Regions from separate parts of the Pan troglodytes genome. Here region 1 is linked to region 2. Evidence: chromatin contacts called from public Hi-C data. All regions are on one chromosome and are shown on one strand. Each heading gives the region's core, a stretch centred on a gene start, on an enhancer-like site or on the middle of the called end of the contact. The rest is flanking DNA. Distances are from core to core; before and after follow the strand shown. Region 1 overlaps FSTL1 (follistatin like 1). Region 2 holds the start of GSK3B (glycogen synthase kinase 3 beta).

Region 1 (2,700 bases), core at 56-2,555, 310 kb before region 2:
TCATAATTTCCTTACGTCATCTGGATATGAAAATAAATCAAATATAAACTGCTTTCCCTTTGATTGGGCAGAATTCTAGCCCTGCCACTTTCTAGTTATTTAAGCCTCCGCTCTCTCACCTGTGAAATGGGGCTAGTAATGATGTCTAACTTAGGGAGTTATTGAAGAGCTTAAATCACATATAATAAAAATAACTTAGTAGGATGCCGGATATTTATAAATGGGAGTTTAGTTATCAGTGGTTGAAGATACGAGTTGGAATCCTAGCTCCTCTCATTTCTAGCTTTGGAAACTTGGGCAAGTTATCTGACCTTTCTGGTCTTCAATTTCCTCATCTATGGAATAGGGTTTATAATAATATACCTATTCTTGCAGGGTTTCCCTATAAGACAAAATCATGTGTATGAAAACATTTTGTAAATTGTACTATTCAAATATTAGTTGTTATAACTCAAAAGTTATCTGTTTCTTCAAATGGATTTTTGAGAACTATTCCTGAAAAATGACTTGGTTTAATTCAATCCATTTTTAATACTTACTAAAAACAACAATGTAAGTTAAAAGGAGGTTCCATACATGCCACAGGCTTTTCTGCAAGTAGCTCTATAAGGCATTCCCATGAATAACAGGTTTCATATGCAGCTTGTTTTACAGTTGGTACTTCCACATGTATCTCACTGAATCTCCGCAGGGCAGGGTTGGCATTTACCCCTACTTTATAGATGAGGACATGTGAGCCTTAAAGAATGAAAATTACTAGTTAAGGACAGAGACTAGTGAGTGGAGGTTTGTGGGTGTTTGCCTGTGGAGCTGTGTGCGGGTGTCTTTGAGTGCAGGCATGTGTCTGAGCATGCTTTTTTATGCATTTGTGTGTCCATAACTCATGGGACACACCAACAGGAGGGTGCGTATTTGTCTGAATCCCTTGGCTAGGGTGTCGTTTTTTTGGGAGAGGAAAAGGTAAACATATCTGAGGTTTTTTACAACTCGTCAGCAAAAACCTTTTCCTCTTCCTTTTTCGTGTTGCCTTACATTGTCAGGCACAGTTTCCACAAGAGGGCCCTGCCTGGAGAATATCCTTGATTTTTATCTCCACTCTCTGTTTAGGAAAACAAAAGCTCTCCAATCCCCGCAGACTTCTGGGAATTACTTCCTCTTTCTTCCCCGCCTGCTAGCTTTCTTGAATTCGCCTTAGCAACATTCAAAAAAAAATTGGTTTATCAACAGCATGTGAACCAATGAAATGTGAGCTGAGAACGGCTTCTAGACCAATGGGAGCCCTGCATGACCAGCAAGCTGGCTTGGGACAGAAAATAATAACCTGGAGTTTGCAGAGCAGCCTCTGGGTGGCAGCAGACTAGCTGTATTGGATACAGCACCTCAGCTCGAAAGCCTCTTCTTTCTTTTTGCTTTTTTCCCCTAATCTTAAGTATAAAACATTCACCAACTATAAGAATTGTACTGTTACAAGACTTGTGGGTGTGAGTTCTCTGCATAATGTGGTAGACATGGCCTGGAGGGTGGACTGTCTGGTTCCATCCCTGCCTTACCACAGCCAGCCCCATGACCCCATCGTGCCTCCTGCAGTCTTTGTTGGTTTTGTCACAGCATCTAGCCCAGTAGCCTTGAGTCTGGAGGTCTTTCGTGATTTTGCCTGCCCAGCCAGTCAGGATGAGAAGCTGGGGAAATCACATTCTCCTTCATGTAACCACCACTACCCCTGGGTTGAGTGGTGAATGAGGTGGGGCTGGCTTTCTGCCACCAGTGAATGGGAGGGAAGGGATGAGCCACCAACAGATCAGTGCCTGTCAATACCCCCACATTCTCAGGTGGCATACACTGAGACCATTCCCTGCCTTGTCAGTTCTGCTGCACACGTCTGAACAGGGGAATGCCTGACTAGCAAATGATTTGAGAATAGTTCTACTTTCAGGCAGCTTCGCCCTCTTAATCTTGAAGACAGTGGCAGACATAGGTAGGGGCTAAATGGGACCATAGCAAAAATAGCGAATCCACGTTTCCAATGGTTTAGCCATCCTTCTTTTGCCCTTTGAGATGATAATGCCTTGAACACCATTCAGTCAGGTTTGGGTCCTTCAGATAGTCATAGTTCTCTACAATGTTTCCATTTCTGCCTGACTGACTCCTCTCACCCTTTAAGAATCAGTTAAGACCTAGTATCTTCAGAAAGTATCCTTTGAAAAATTCTCACCCTCTTCCTCTCCTCCAGCTCCCTGGTGATCCTGTTCTTGCACTTCCTGTGTTGTTTTCCAAATGTCTCTTTGTGAGTTTCCTCTGAGAGTCATGGAGCTTCCTGAGGACAGGGTCTGTCCTTTGTATCTCCATCCCTTCGCGTAGCGTTGGCATAAAATTGGTGCTCAACAAGCATTTTTAGAAGAAAGGAAGCATGCAAGAAAGGAACTCTTGCTCTTTGAGAAACATATTAGGGACTCAGAAGTACCTGAACCTGGGCTGAAGCAGTATCTGGGAGTAGGGCACTAGCTGTTGGAGGCAACGTCTCCAACAGCTGTTTAAGACCCAACATCTAGCTGTTTAAGACCATGAGCCATGACTCCAGAGCAAAGCCCAAGCCTGAAAGATAATCTCATTATGGGCTCATTCCGTAATGGGTTCATCTCAGTCACACGGTTTCCTTTATGATTGTGTGTTTTAGGAAGAGCTAAGGAGCAAATCCAAGAT
Region 2 (2,889 bases), core at 140-2,639:
GTCCATAAACTCTTGATCTTGAGCTAACATGATATGCACATTATAAGATACACACAGAAATAAAAAAAGGATTAAAGGTGCACTATTTTAAAGATAAATTTCAACCGGCCCGGTGTGGTGGCTTACGCCTGTAATCCCGATACTCTGTGAGGCTGAGGCAGGCAGATCACCTGAGGTCGGGAGTTCGAGACCAGCCTGACCAACATGAAGAAACCCCGTCTCTACTAAAAATACAAAAGTAGCTGGCATGGTGGCACATGCCTGTGATCCCAACTACTTGGGAGGCTGAGGCAGGAGAATCACTTGAATCGGGGAGGCGGAGGTTGCGGTGAGCCGAGATCGCGCCACTGCACTCCAGCCTGGGCAACAAGAGTGAAACTCCGTCTCAAAAATAAATAAATAAATAAAGATACATTTCAATTATTTAAGGTCCCAAACCATTTTGTTTTCACCCTCCTACTGCTATCGGGCCCCTAACAATTATTAACACTTTTTCCAATGCCTCATCGGCCAAGGGATGTTTTTAGGTTGGCCTGCAGGGTTTGAAAATTTGGTTACCAACATTTAAAAATGCAGAGATTTCACACAAAAATCCAATTTTGGGGTTTCTTTTGGGAGGAAAAAAATTGAACATCTGAGAACACTGGACCCACATTCCTGAGGGCAACAATCTGCTAGAGCTGAGCAACTGTTCCTTTTAGTTATGGCATGGATATTCCAATTTGCCATTTTCCCTATCATTCCCCATTGTCTTACACAAGGCCAGTCTCACTCATTTGCTTTACTTGTCTGGCCTCTGTAAGCCATTTGAATCTGCAAACACTATCTAGACCTTTCCTGTCTTCCATCAAAGCTTACTTTGTTCTGTCCCAAGTCCTTCATCAGTGTTTCAAAGCAAGAGCCAGGTAATCTGATCAAATATAGGTCCTTTTACATGTGCTTTCTGGAGACAGCATCTTAACAGAAAGAGATGACTCTGCAGGTAGAAATTACAGGCACCACTGGATTACAATCAGGATGGCAACTGTCTGTTCTACTTTCTGTTATCTTGACGTAGCCATACCTCACTGTTCTAAAGCAGACCAAAGGAACTGGTTCTATGGTAGAACAATGGACGCTGGTCTTACGTATGAAATCTTCTCAAGCTGCACTTTTATAGATCACCCTAGTTCCAAAAGATCCAAAGCTACCACGGGCTCCTCTGACCCCCCCATTTCCTCGGAGGCTTCAGGATATCCGGCCTGACGGCATTTCCCCTCACCTGCTTTCGGGGCCCGTTTTGCGCTGGGCAGTTGCGCCCAAGGAGCGCGCGCATCCAGCATGAGCTCATTTCTCATGGGCGTTTCCAGAGGCCCGGCCGGGCCGCGCACACCGAGCGCAGCAAGCCTCTGTATCAATGGCCCCCGCAGCTGGGCGGGGCGCGGCCGCCCAAAGGCGCTGCCTTTCTGGAAGCTTTGTTCCCATTTTAGCGTCTGAGAGCTTGCAGCCGGCTGGGAAGGCCCCCTTGGTCCGTCTGGCCCTTTCGGGGAAGAGGCCGACACTCGGCACACGCGATCCAGGGCAGAGGGGGGCCTTGGGCGCGCAGAATTGGCTGCGCCCCGCCGAGAGCCTCCTGTGGGTGGGGAGAGCCCCTCCACCCCTCTGCTCGCTTGAGCGCTCAGAGCCCAGGGCCGCCGACCGCAGCACTTTCCGATTTGCTGCACCGAGGGCCCGCGGTCCGTGTGTGCGGTTTCCACTGTTGTTGGAGGCGGCCGCAGGCGAACCGTCCGGTCGTCAGCCACGACCCGAGTCAGGCATCTCCCCGCTCCTGGGACCGGGGCCGAAGGCCAATCACACTGCAGCTAGGTCTTGCGATTGGACGGCAGTGAGAGCCGATTGGCCGCCGCCGCGAGTTTCGGGCTCCCTCCCTCTCCCTTTTGCCCCAACTCCAGCGCCTAAGCTTCAGGCCAATGAGACAGCGCTTTATAGACGCCCTCCCTTCGCTTTCTTCTCCCCACCTTGGAGAGGGAGGGGAAGTCCTGACTGGCCAGACTGTCCTCGGAAGCCCCCTTCTCTTCACCAATCACCGAAGGAGGTACGCTCCCAGCGGAGTTTTCCAGCCAATCACAAAGCGGCGGCGGCGCCCAGCCGTGCAGTTTCACCAGCGTCTCTGGGTTTCACCGTCCTCAACTCTTCAAGCCTCTTCGTAAGGGCCGGCGACTCTGATTGGCCACTGTTGCCATTGTCGAATGTCTCCTCCAGCCAGCCACCGAACAAGGCGAATTCACCCTTTCCGTTCGGCTACCTTCGGCATTTTCCGCTCTGTGGGCGTGGTTTCCCAGCGTCACTTTCTAATTGGTTTCTCAGGCTGATCGGCTTTTTCCGGGAGGAGCCGCAAACAAACGACGTCCGTGATTGGCTCCGTTCGGGCTTCGGCTCCCAGCCGAAGCGGGCGAGCGTGGGGCTCGGCCGGCGATTCCCAGACGCCTGTTACGCGGGCGGCGGGGCGCTGGGCGGTGTAAGGCTGGGTGGGGGAGGAAGGAGGTGGAGGACGAGTAGGAGGGGGGAGGAGGAGTGGGGAAGTGCAAGGCGGCTGCGCAGACAGCGCTCCTCACACAGAGCAGCCCCTGACCCGGGCGAATGCGGGCTTGTGCCGCCGCCGCCGCCGCCGCCCGGGCCAAGTGACAAAGGAAGGAAGGAAGCGAGGAGGAGCCGGCCCCGCAGCCGCTGACAGGGCTCTGGGCTGGGGCAAAGCGCGGACACTTCCTGAGCGGGCACCGAGCAGAGCCGAGGGGCGGGAGGGCGGCCGAGCTGTTGCCGCGGACGGGGGAGGGGGCCCCGAGGGACGGAAGCGGTTGCCGGGTTCCCATGTCCCCGGCGTATGGGGAACAGTCGAGGAGCCGCTGCCTG

What was found. Hi-C and Micro-C count contacts between places; a contact is called where the count stands out from the background.
Region 1: a contact with region 2 is called in a Hi-C map of stem cell-derived neural progenitor cells, with 4 times the contacts expected there. The contact joins the enhancer-like site here to the promoter of GSK3B in region 2. A contact is called at or near these places in 1 of 7 Hi-C or Micro-C datasets (stem cell-derived neural progenitor cells) and 1 of 1 datasets of contacts at active chromatin or transcription factors (stem cell-derived excitatory neurons).

What each region holds. Positions count from the first base shown.
Region 1 is chr2:123,710,941-123,713,640 of NHGRI_mPanTro3-v2.0_pri, reverse strand. It overlaps FSTL1 (follistatin like 1), which reads left to right. Exons shown (of 11, transcript NM_001244588.3): 3 at 2,675-2,700. Among named protein-coding and RNA genes, the nearest start is that of MIR198, 20 kb to the right of the region's middle. Within about 2 kb of position 1,305, at least 11 of the 24 cell types and tissues checked have an H3K27ac peak or open chromatin away from gene starts, as enhancers often do. A contact at or near this core is called in stem cell-derived neural progenitor cells, where this site is marked.
Region 2 is chr2:123,396,822-123,399,710 of NHGRI_mPanTro3-v2.0_pri, reverse strand. It overlaps GSK3B (glycogen synthase kinase 3 beta), which reads left to right and starts at 1,389. Exons shown (of 10, transcript XM_016941724.4): 1 at 1,389-2,889.